2 separate regions of the Macaca mulatta genome follow, and region 1 is linked to region 2. The links are chromatin contacts, called in public Hi-C maps. All regions are on one chromosome and are shown on one strand. The core of a region is the stretch at or near the end of the contact, and the rest is flanking DNA. Distances in the headings are between cores, read along the strand shown. Region 1 holds the start of S100PBP (S100P binding protein). Region 2 holds the start of AZIN2 (antizyme inhibitor 2).

The links. A called contact is a pair of places that touch in the nucleus more often than the background predicts.
Region 1: a contact with region 2 is called in a Hi-C map of liver, with 2.7 times the contacts expected there. The contact joins the promoter of S100PBP here to the promoter of AZIN2 in region 2. A contact is called at or near these places in 2 of 14 Hi-C or Micro-C datasets (fetal cortex germinal zone and liver).

Annotation. Positions count from the first base shown.
Region 1 is chr1:208,036,841-208,042,828 of T2T-MMU8v2.0, reverse strand. It overlaps S100PBP (S100P binding protein), which reads left to right and starts at 2,863. Exons shown (of 7, transcript NM_001266754.1): 1 at 2,863-2,929. It overlaps YARS1 (tyrosyl-tRNA synthetase 1), which reads right to left and starts at 2,614. Exons shown (of 14, transcript XM_028836407.2): 1 at 2,422-2,614.
Region 2 is chr1:207,776,585-207,782,633 of T2T-MMU8v2.0, reverse strand. AZIN2 (antizyme inhibitor 2) reads left to right here and starts at 3,248. Exons shown (of 9, transcript NM_001266222.3): 1 at 3,248-3,424; 2 at 5,037-5,210. The coding sequence starts at 3,320.

The DNA of each region.
Region 1 (5,988 bases), core at 1,614-4,113, 260 kb before region 2:
GCAAACCTTTAATGATTTCTTTTTGTCCTATGACAGTATTGAAAAAATTCTAAGAGGCCAGTGTACCTCTGATAAGAGGCTGTAGTGTTTCCTCAAGTTACAGTTTTGGAGGCTGTTAGAAACTATGATAGACTGCTAGTTTGAATCATGTATTACCAGGACTTGTTAAAATCCTGTGCTCCAAGTCTTTTGGTAGCTGATCCCGCATGCTCAAGAGCACCCCAACTATGTGGACACTTGGAGGGTTCTCACCATCCAGGAAGATGTCACATTACTTAGCCTTTAAAACCTGAGTGAGGCCGGGTGCCATGGCTCACGCCTGTTAATCCCAGCACTTTGGGAAGCCGAGTTTGGCGGATAACTGGAGGTCAGGAATTTGAGACCAGCCTGGCTAACATGGTGAAACCCCGTCTCTACTAAAAATACAAAAATTAGCCCGGCGTGTTGGCACATATCTGTAATTCCAGCTACTCAGGAGGCTGAGGCAGGAGAATCGCTTGAGCCCGGGAGGTAGAGGTTGCAGTGAGCTAAGATTGTGCCATTGCACTCCAGCCTGGGCAACAAGAGCGAAACTCCGTTTCAAAAAAAAAAAAAAAAAAAAAAAACCCCAAAACGAAAAACCCAATTGAGTAAATTCTAATAGTTTTGTGTATTTTTAGTCTCCAACCAGCACTATTTTATGGAGAGAGAATAGGAAACAAAGAATCTAGCTAGGGGAAGCATGCAAAAACCTTTGGTTAAGACTAAGTTGTGAATGGAATAACCCAAATGTCCATCAACTGATGAACGGAAAAACAAAATGTATACCCATACATCAGAGTATCATTCAACTATAAAAAGGAATGACGTTAGGCCGGGCGCGGTGGCTCACGCCTGTAATCCCAGCACTTTGGAAGGCCGAAGCGGGTGGATCACGAGGTCAGGAGATGGAGACCATCCTGGCTAACACGGTGAAACCCGGTCTACTAAAAATACAAAACGTTAGCCGGGCGTGGTGGCTGGCGCCTGTAGTCCCAGCTACTCGGGAGGCTGAGGCAGGAGAATGGCGTGGACCCCAGCAGGCGGAGCTTGCAGTGAGCTGAGATCGCGCCACTGCACTCCAGCCTGGGCGACCGAGGAGACTCTGTCTCAAAAAAAAAACAAAACTAAAAAAGGAATGAGGTTCTGTTAGGTGCAAATACATGCATGAACTCTGAAAACATTATGCTAAGTGCAAAAAATCAGCCGCAACAAGACACATATTGTATGATTCTACTTACAGGAAATGCCCAGAATAGGCAAATACCTGGAGACAGAGAGTAGATTAGTGTTTCCCTAAGGCTAGGAGTAGTGGGTAATAGATAGTGTCTGCTAATGGGTGCAAGTTTTATTAGATTAGTGTGATGGTTGCACAACCTTGTGAACATACTAAAACCCACTGAATTGTACACTTTAAAAGGGTGAATTTTATAGTATGTGAATTACATCTCAAAAAAGAAAAAACAGAGCAGGCTGTGGCCCAAGTGATGTATCAACTGCTCTTTGAAGAAAGCACAATTTAAAATTGAACAGAATAAGGCCTGCAAGGCGCCCGTGACTTGGACCCTGCCTACCTCTCCTAAACAAATAAACAAATAAAATGTATAGCATGTAGAAATAACAACAGAAAAAAAAAGGCAGAGCAAGGGATGGGGCAGTTCTGGTGCCAGAGGGTTTGTTATTTAAATAAAGTGGTCGGAAATCATGCCTCCCTGATAAGGTGACAATAGAAGCCTGAAAAAGTTAAGGGAATAAGCAACACAAATATTTAAGTACTTCCGCATAACTTTGCTCACTCCACTCCAGCTAAATTAGCCACAATTTCTGTTCCCTCCATCTGAAATGCTCTCCCTCGTCATTCTTCCATTCTTCCTCTGGTTAACTTCTACTCCCGTATTTCTTGGTAACAATCGGAACATATGAGGAGGGGGGATCCACTATCTTCAAGGCGCAGTTTAGAGGTCACTTCCTCAGGGAAGGCTTCCCTTCTCTTTTTCCTTTTAAAGCTCCCAGTATAGCATCTTCCAGTACTTACTTGAACCGTAATGGGTCATTTTTAACGTCTGATCCCCTTCAGACAAGCTCTGGCTTGACGTATCCCCAGCGACTAAGCTCCAGGTCTGGCACTTAATAGGGTGGTGGAGTGGGAGTCCTGGATTCAAAGCTTGGCTCCAACACAAGGTAACTGGACGGAAGAGATGAGCCCGCTGTGCTTTCTGTGGAACCCAGGTAAGGGCTGCTTGATTGACTGACCGACCAGCAGTGAGATCTACAGCCTTTCTCAGAGCTGCCCCAGCGCCGAGACCCCGGCCCCACATACTTAGAACCCCGTAATGGGGCTCAAAATCACTGAACCTCGGGCTCCTAGTCCCCAACGGCGCATTTCCGACCCCCAGGCCTGACCTGCAGGTTCCGGGTGATAAGGTGCAGTTTCTCTTCAGGGCTGGGAGCGTCCCCCATGGCTCCGCTACCCCTGCTTCCCCTGCTCAGCCCGGCACCAGAGCCCCTTCCTGGGTCACCGTCGCCGCCGCGTACCGGGAACTGTCACGCGAGTCCAGCCAGGTTGCATCAGCTGGGCTCGGCGCTCCGCTTGCTCGGCCTGGACCCCTCCCCGCCCGGCAGTAGCTGGAAAAAGTGAGGAGCAGCGGAGAGTCGAGCAGGTCGATGAGACGGGAAAAGGTGGAGCCGGCGGGCACGGTAGGCGGTGCGGAGGGCGGGGCTGAAGCGCCTGCGCGGGGCACAACCCTCCTAGAGGCGGGACGGTTTCCTGCCAATCACTGCTGGTTTGCCCTCCCCCTGGCGTTGGCCCGGCTGACTCGGGGTGGGGGAGGTCGGGGAGGGGGCGATAAAATGGCGCAGGGGGCGGAGTGAGGCGCAGTCGTTCGCCCAGGCTTTGGCCCGGCTTCCGGAGGTGAAGAGCGGGAGGGAAAAGGGGGTCGGCGTTACCCGGCTTGGAGGGGGATGGGGGCGCCTGTTGCTTCTCCAGGGGGTTGCGCACGCCGTCCGCCCCTTGGAGGGATTGGGAGGCCCACGCCCTGCGGCGAGAAGCATTCTAGCTCCTGAGGTGATGGCGAGGGAATGTCCCTGCCCCCCACCTCCAAGTCGGCAGGCGACAGATGCCCCTCACCCCGCTGAGGAAAAGGGAAGCTCCCTGGTCGTCTGAGAGTCGGGGAGCGCCGTCTGCAGTCCCTGCCCAGTGGGGGTGGGGGCCGCCTCTGTCCCGACCGGCTCGGCGGGAGGCTGTTGCTGGCGGGAAGATAGCCGCGGGCTTTTCTGCCGCGTCTCGCGGGTGGGGGCAGGAAGAGGACGGCCCACTCCCCGGGGAGATCTGAGGACGGTGGTTCCCGGGAGAGGAGCGCAAAGCCCAGGCCTGCTGAGGGGGGCGGGTGTGCCCCTACTGGGGGAGGGGCGGGGAGAAAACCCTCGCTTCTCCCGCTTTCCGCCGGGAGGCGGGAATTCGCGGTGTCTCCGGAGGAGGGAGATGCAAAGGGCCTTCCTGGAGGGCGACACCGTCCCGGGCCGTTGCATTTGTGAGAGAGAGCCAAGGCAGTATCCTCCAAAGGTTGGGCCTGGGCCATCCTTTCTCCGGGTCCTCAAGGGCTGGAGACGGCGTCACCAGTTACTTCTAGGGCAAGAGGGAAAGCAGCACCTCGGTGGGTCCTGGAAAGGTCCTAGAAGTGGTTGAATTGCCCACCGCCTGCCCTAACCTGATCTCCAGTGTTTTGTGTATTCGTTAGGGACTCCAAGCTCTAGCAGACCTGCCTGAAGTGTTTTAAAGCACATTTTTTTTTTTAAAGAAACCTGTTGCTGCAGCTTAGCAAATCTGTTTTCTGTGCCCATGTGGGAGGAGAATCCTGGCACTCTCATCTAGTGAAATGTTACCTAAAGCAAAGATTTGCAGCCCTGGGTTGTTTTTTCCGTCCTGCGGTGTTTTTAGTTACTTCGAAGGAATTTGCAAAACTGTTACAGATAATTTGAGTTCATTTTGATTTTTTGTAAATGTTGTGTGTATTTTATGGAGTGATAACAAAGCTTGCTGAGTGCGTTTTGTGCTGTGTGCTTCCCATGTATTGCATTTGGGAAAGGTTGGAAATCAAAGGCCAGCGGGAGGTCTTGTCCATTGGAAATAATCTCTGCCCTTGGCTGTACCTGTCAGACCCTGCTTGGTAATGGTCTTGACTTTAGAGCTTGAAAGAGGATGTGGGTTTGCATCTGGTGTTGCAGTTTTAGTGGCCTCAATAAAGTAAGGCTTTGTGCTCGAAGGCAGTAGGTTTTCTGAGGTGAGATAAAAATAGAAAGGGAACCAGTTTCTGAGGTTGCAACCAGGAGGTTCGAGAACAGAGAGAGGGGGTGGTAAACTGAAATGTGAAGAAGGGGGTGGACAGGTGAGAGAGATGTGGAAGGACAGAATGGGGTCACAGAAAGGATGGGGTGTAGAGGAACTAAGAGATAGAATTAGGAGATCGGAAAAATACTCTTCCCTTAAAAATAAAGGGATATGGCCAGGCATGCTGGCTTACGCCTGTAATCCCAGCCCTTGGGGAGGCCGAGGCTGGAGGATTGCTTGAGGCCAGGAGTTCAAGACCCGACTGACCAACATAGCAAAACCCCATCTCTACTGAAAATACAAAAATTAGCTCAGCATGGTGGACGCCTGTAATCCCAGCTACTGGGAGGCTGACATATGAGAATCGCTTGAACCTGGGAGGCAGAGTTTGCAGTGAGCCCAGATCATGCCATTGCATTCCAGCCTGGGTGATTGAGTGAGACCCTGTCTCAAAAATAAAAATAAAATTAAAAAAAAGGGATCCCCATATTTTAAGTGGAGGTTACCAGACAAGTGCCAAGAATGGTAGGCAGAGAAGTAAGCAAGCCATCTTTTGACAGAGAAGTAGTAAGTAAGGCTGTCTTTGGAATTTCACTGAAGAACTTCAGTTTTATCTGAGGATTTCCCCCCTTGCACATTCATTAAATACCAGGTTTTTTTGGTATAGAACTTTTAGGTTTATAGGACTTTCATAAGCATCCTCTTTTTTCTCATGATAATCTGTTTGAAGTTAACAGTATTTACCCCTTTTTAGATGTGTGTTCTCATCTGTGTTGAGGTTCAGAGATTTGAAGTGAATTGCTGAGGTCCAGTACCTCTGTAAAAGATAGTTCAGGGAACATTAATTTGCATAATTTGCCTGATATTTCAGATGTCTACCTAGTCTGGTCTTTAGTGACAATATGATTGAATGCTAGATTAAACTAGATGAGAGTAGAGTATATTAGATAATTTCAGGCAGGGTCTAGGGGAAGTTCCCTACCAGTTTAGCACTCTTTTTTCCTACCGTTCGTATGCTTTTTTTTTTTTTTGAGATGGAGTCTCCCTCTGTCACCCAGGCAGGAGTGCAGTGGCGCGATCTCAGCTCACTGCAACCTCTGTCTCCTGTGTTCCAGCGATTCTGCTGCCTCAGCCTCCGTAGTGTCTGGGATTACAGTCATGCACCACACGCCTGGCCAATTTCTGTATTTTTAGTAGAGACGGGGTTTCACCATGTTGGCCAGGCTGGTCTCGAACTCCTGACCTCAGGTTATCCGCCCACCTCGGCCTCCCAAAGTGCTAGGATTACAGGCGTGAGCCTCCACACCTGGCCTTATGCTTCTCTTAAGACACCAGGGGTCAGGGCAATGGTGGTGGGGTGAAATAATAACTATGGCCACCAGTTATTTATCTCTTATGTCATGCCTCTAGTGTGCTAAATTTATGTTCATGATCTTATTTAATTCTTGCCACAACCCTATCAGGTAGGTACTGTGATATTTGAGGACATTTGATACTTCACAGAGTATAATCATTGTATCTTTCCCATTGACTTCATAATTCTAAAATGTTTTTATTGTTTCAAGCATATCAAAAAGTATAGTGGCTGGATATGGTGGCTCAATGCCTGTAATCCTAGCACTTTGGAAAACCTATGCGGAAGA
Region 2 (6,049 bases), core at 1,999-4,498:
GAAAGGGCCTACAAATGACTGTCCTATAAAGCTGCCTCCTGAAATGCTGCTCCTATGCATAGAAAACAAGAAGGTTCCAGGCAGAAGGGCCCAGAGAAATCAGTCTGAAACCTCTCAGTTCACAGGGGGAAATCAAGCCAGGCAGAAGTGACCCAGATCCAATTAGGGTGACTCAGCCAAGGACACCCAGCCATTATATGTCCCAGCTGGGTAGGCAGCAGAAAATGGCTCTCCCTGCCTCTGGTCCCTGCCCTGCACCATCGGTGTACTGAGCATGTTCTAACTAGGTTGTGCAGAGTGTCCTAGGGAGACACTAAGGCAGGACAAGAAGTGCCACTGATTAAAAAGAAAGTCACTGGGCACAGTGGCTCACGCCTGTAATCCCAGCACTTTGGGAGGCTGAGGCAGGCAGATTGCTAGAGCTCAGGAGTTTGAAACCAACCTGGGCAACATGGCGAAACCCTGTCTCTACAAAAAATACAAAAATCAGCATGGCATGGTGGCATGCACCTGTAGTCCCAGCTACTTGGGAGGCTGAGGTTGGAGGATCACTTGAGCCTGAGAGGTGGAGGTTTCAGTGAGCTGAGGTCATGTAACTGCACTCCAGCCTGGGTGACACAGCCAAACCTTGTCTCAAAAGAGAAAAAAAAAAAAAAGCCCATAGCCTAGCAGGGGACATGAAGACACGGTAGACCAAAACCCCTTTGGCTTCATTGATTTGAAATGCTGCCTTCATTGTGTACCAATCTCCAATGTATACAGGACTGCTGTAGACTCTGTTGTTTTACCACTGTCTCTTCCTGCTCCAGCACCATACTGTTTTAAAGACTGTAGTTTTGGCCAGGCGCGGTGGCTCACGCCTATAATCCCAGCACTTTGGGAGGCCGAGACGGGTAGATTACTGGAGGTCAGGAGTTCAAGACCACCCTGGCCAACATGGTGAAACCCCATCTCTATTAAAAATACAAAATTAGCTGGGTTTGGTGGCATGCGCCTATAATCCCAGTTACTTGGGAGGCTGAGGCAGGAGAATCGGTCGAACCCAGGAGGCAGAGTTTGCAGTGAGCTGAGATCGCACCATTGCACTCCAGCCTGGGCAAAAAGAGTGAAACTCCATCTCAAAAAAAAAAAAAAAAAAAAAAAAAAAAAAGGACTACAGCATTATTTAAAAATTTTTGATATGATAAAGGAAGCCCTTTTTTTTTTTTTTTATTTTCCAAGAATGTCCTGACTCTTCTTGTATGCTTACATTTCCAGATGAACTTTTGAGTCAGCTTTTGAGTAACAGCTATTGAATCTTCTTCAGCACTCTTGTCTATGCCATGCTCCAGGCACTTGAGTAGGGTATTCAGTCCTTGCCCTTGGGAAATCACAAACTAGGTGCAAAGTGTAACCAACCAAGAAGTGTAAAATAGCAACACGAATCTCACACTATGGGTAACAAGAACTAAATGAGTGAGGGGTCCAGACAGACTAAGTGCTGTGTTCCTTGGGGCCAGGCAGGTCATGGAAGGTTCAACAGAGGTGACATTATACAGGACTTTGATGGGTGAGCAGCAACTTGCCGGTATAAAATAAATGCTTTGAGTTGAGGAAGTCCGGGAAAGCTTCTTGAAGAAGGAGACACATTTCTCTTGAGAGGCGAGTAAGAGTTTGCCGGGTTCAGAGGATGTGATAAAGGGAGGGATTGCCTTGAACTGGGAAAGTCACAAAAAGGTTCTCTGAAGACATTTTAGATGCCTTTTGAGTTGGAGTCGGGAAGATGCCTGGAAGAGACAATTAAATAAAAAGAATTTTATTACAAAAGTAATACAAGGACATGTCATTTGAACCGGGTTTCGAGAGATGAGTGAGCAGTTCCTGCGGCAGACAAGAGCGGTACCACGAAGTAAGTTGAGGCAGACGCAGAAAAGGCTTCCCGGTCCCGCTCACTCTTTAAGACCTAAGATGCAAGGGTGTAAGTGTCCCACCCGTGTGGCTGCGCCCTGTAGTTCCGATTTCCCAGCGTGGGTTAGTCACCGCCAGGTCTCCGAGGGAGAAGACTGCGGCACCGGCGGGCAGAGCTGAGTGCTTTATGTCGGAATCGACCAATGGGATGGCGGCACCCGGTTGCCAGGGCTACGGCCAAGCGGAGGCAGGGCCTCGGCGCCATGGGCGGGGCCTGGCTGGGGTTATATAAGCGCGCTGCGGGCGGAAGGCTGGGCGTGGGGGTCGGTGGCTGCTGGGCGGGCAGGGCGCAGGCCGCGGGACCCGATCCCGGGGGAGCGAGAGAGCGGAGGCGCCGAGGAGCCGATTCACTCGCTGGGGAGACTTATGGGCCGAAGCCGTGTAAATGCGTTTTAAGGCGAGTGCGGAAAGTGGCCTGGGGAGCCTCGGGGAGCGGACGCCCTCCGCTCTGGTGCTGACCTGCCCCCCGGCCCCTTCTGCCTCCTGTCAGCAGGGGCCTCGGCTCCGCAACTGCCACTCCTCCTCGGGGTGTTGCACAAGTTCCGAGGTCACCGGCGACCCCCCCTAGCAGCGCGCCTGGCTCTGGCCCCCGCGAAGGAGGACGGAGCTTGGTAAGGGGCCCTGGGGGATGGGGGGACCTCGGCCCTGCACTCGGTAGGAGTCACTGCACGCGGTAGGAGTCACTCGGACAGAAAAAACCTTGGCCTTCCGTTCAGTCCCAGGAGCTTGCGGCCCCCACCCACCACGTGGCGCCCCCAGGCACGCCTAGAATTCTAGCATGTCAGAATCAGTCCAGCCCCCATTTACAGTTGGGGAAAGTGAGGCTCCGAAGAGGGTCAGAGGGTACCCGAGGTCAAGCAGTAGAGAGCGGACTCGAACTTAAGCTCTTACTCTCAGGCTGAGACTCCTTGGCGTGGCCACCGGCTACCCTCTGGGTGGGCGTGGTCAAGACTGGGGGCGCCCTGGAAACTTCCCCACCCAAGTTTCTCAGATTTTCTGTTCCATCTCTCTTTCACTGTTTCCTGAAATCCAGAATTTCAGAACTGAGAAGGCTCTCCAAAACAATTCATCCATTTTACTGGTGGGGCAACTGACTCGGAGAGGCAGTGACATTTGGACATACAGTGCCTTGTCTCCGTTTGAAATCCGGGATTCTTTATTTTCTCCACCCTTGCCTAATGAACCCCGGGCTTGTGCTGGGGGCGGGTTGTGACGGGATTGGGTTCCCTGGCCTGGGGAGGTGAGTGGGGCAGCGGAGCTGGCCCCCCAGCTGTTCCCTTCATCTCCCCCCGCCCCGCAGTGTGTTGCATACTTTCTAAGGCGGCGGCTGCAGCAGCGGCTCCATCCAGCCCGTCAGCTCCTCCTGCAAGGCATGGCTGGCTACCTGAGTGAATCGGACTTTGTGATGGTGGAGGAGGGCTTCAGTACCCGAGACCTGCTGAAGGAACTCACTCTGGGGGCCTCAGAGGCCACCACGGTGAGGGGCTGGGAATGGGGGTGGGTCCCCGTCCCCTGTACAGATCAGCTGCCTTCTCAGGAAGGGTCCCTAGGGCCCTCATCTTATCCTTTCACTTATTTGGTACGCAATCCTTGCTATTTGCAAGAGAGGGGCTCAATTTATCCCCAATTCTTGGTCCTTGCCCCCAAACCTCCCCTCCTATGTTGCCTTTCTACCCAGTCCTCCAAGGTCAGAAACCGGCGATTCCTGTCCTGCTGCCCCCTCTCCCTCACCGCCCACATCTAGGCATTACCAAGCCCTGTGAATTCTGCCTCCTTAAATAACCCTCCAATGTGCTTATGTGGAACCTCATTTTCTAGCTTAGTCTTCCTCTCTCCAAAGGCCCCCTGATCTCCTCCCTGTCTCATGCCACCCCCTCCAAATGTATCATAGTCCTGTTCAATATCAGAATTTGGCATTTCCCCACTGCCTACAGGATCAAGTCAGAGCTTCCCTGCCTCCATAGCCCCATTCCCAGTTTTCCCCACTCCCAGTTTTCCCCACAGTATATATTATGCTCCTTCAAGCTGAATGACTAATTTTGCGTTTCCCAATGATGCCGTGTGCCCTATTACCATGCCTTTGCCCAGGCTATTCCTTCTGCCTGTAGCATCCTTCTCTCGGCCTTTCCCCTCTTTAGCCCTTTCTAGTCATTCCTTGCTTCTCATCAGTGTTGCCTTTTCCTGATCGCCCCAGGCAGATTTTGTATTTTCTTTCTCCATGCCCCCGCACTGCACCTTGTAGAAACTGCCATCTAACATCTACTGAGTGGACTCGTAAGTACTTAAGGGGTTCCTTTTCTTCCAGACCCAAGCTCCTTCAGAGCAACAGTACTGTTTGGTCATCTCTGTCTCTTAGCATAATGTTTGGCACCAACTGGGCATGAGTAAAAAAGTGTTGCATGAAAGGGAAACTGAGTCTCAGGGAAGGAACTCTGGAAGGGTCCCTTCCACATTTAAGTAATGTGGTCTCACCCACAGCCTCATACATGTTTGGCCTTTAGCACATCTGCAATGAACAGTTGTCCATAGGCATCGGTTGCAGTGTCAGTGGGATGAGCTTAAGGCTTCATCGAACACCTGTGTTTGGAAGGCAATGAGCTGTAGGTCACAGCTTCTGCCTTTAGGGAATTTACCCTTTTCTAGAATGGATGGATGCATATGCAGTTCTGATACCTTGGAAGCACGTGCAAATGCTGTGGGAGCATCTAAAAGCAGAGTTGCCTTATTGGTTTGGGGAAGGTGGCATATGAGTGAAACTTTAAGGATTTTGCCAGACACAGGAGTGGGAATGGTATTCTGCAGAGGTCATGGTGGGAACAAAGGTTTGAACGTGGGAAAATGATCCAACCTACAGCTGGAGTTTTAGCCACATTGAGGGGAGGGGTTGGGGCTAGATCACAGAGCCTTGAATGCCAGACTGAGGAGTTTGCCTTCTGTCGTGTAGGCTTGGGGAGGCCCAGAACACTTTACAGCAGGGTAGCTCTGTGGCCAGAACTGAACCTGGGTCAGGTACTTGGAAGGATCATGGATGGCATGCACAGGATGGGAGCTGGATGGGGTCTCATATTCATCCACTTCTTGTCATTCAGGACGAGGTCGCTGCCTTCTTCGTGGCTGACCTGGGTGCCATAGTGAGGAAGCACTTTTGCTTTCTGAAGTGCCTGCCACGAGTCCGGCCCTTTTACGCTGTCAAGTGCAACAGCAGCCCAGGTGTGCTGAAGGTTCTGGCCCAGCTGGGGCTGGGCTTCAGCTGTGCCAACAAGGTGAGCCCCGCCCCCACGGTGCACTGACCCTCCATGCCCACTCAACACACACATGGCCAGGCTAGTGCAGGTGGGCTCTGGGGAGCAAGAGGTACCTGCAGTTGGTCCTTGCCCTCTGGGAAGACCACCCACTCAGGAGGGGTCTCAAGGGATGAGGGAGGGAGAAACGAGCATGGAATTTGTCAGCCTTGAAGTTCCAGATTGGAATCTTCTGCGTCCCTGGTAGAAAGCTCATCTTTTTAATGGAGATTTGCAAATTTGTTTGGCACAGAGCTATACATGATGTTCTTCTAATTAAAACAAAACCAACATATCTCCATATTGTTGGTTTCTTTTCTTTTTCCTTTTATAATCATAATAATGTGTGATGGTGCATTTTCTTAACTAGTCCTTGTAGTTTTGTTGTTGCCACCAATTCTGTCTTTCTAATTTGATTTCTGCCATTGTCTTCATTCCCTCCTGCTCTCTTTAGATTTATTTTTTTCATTTTTTGAGACGGAGTCTTGCTGTCACCCAGGCTGGAGTGCAGTGGTGCCATCTTGGCTCACTGCAACCTTCACCTCCCGAGTTCAAGCAATTCTCCTGCCCTCAGCCTCCCAAGTAGCTGGGATTACAGGCATGCACCACCACACACGGCTAATTTTTTGGTATTTTCAGTAGAGACTGGCTTTCAGCATGTTGGCCAGGCTGATCTCAAACTCCTGACCTCAGGTGATCCACCTGCCTCGGCCTCCCAAAGTGCTGGGTTTACAGGCGTGAGCCACCGCGCATGGCCACTTTAGATTAACTTTGCTTATCTACTGTCGTTCAGTATCCACTGAACTCCTATAATGTGGTAG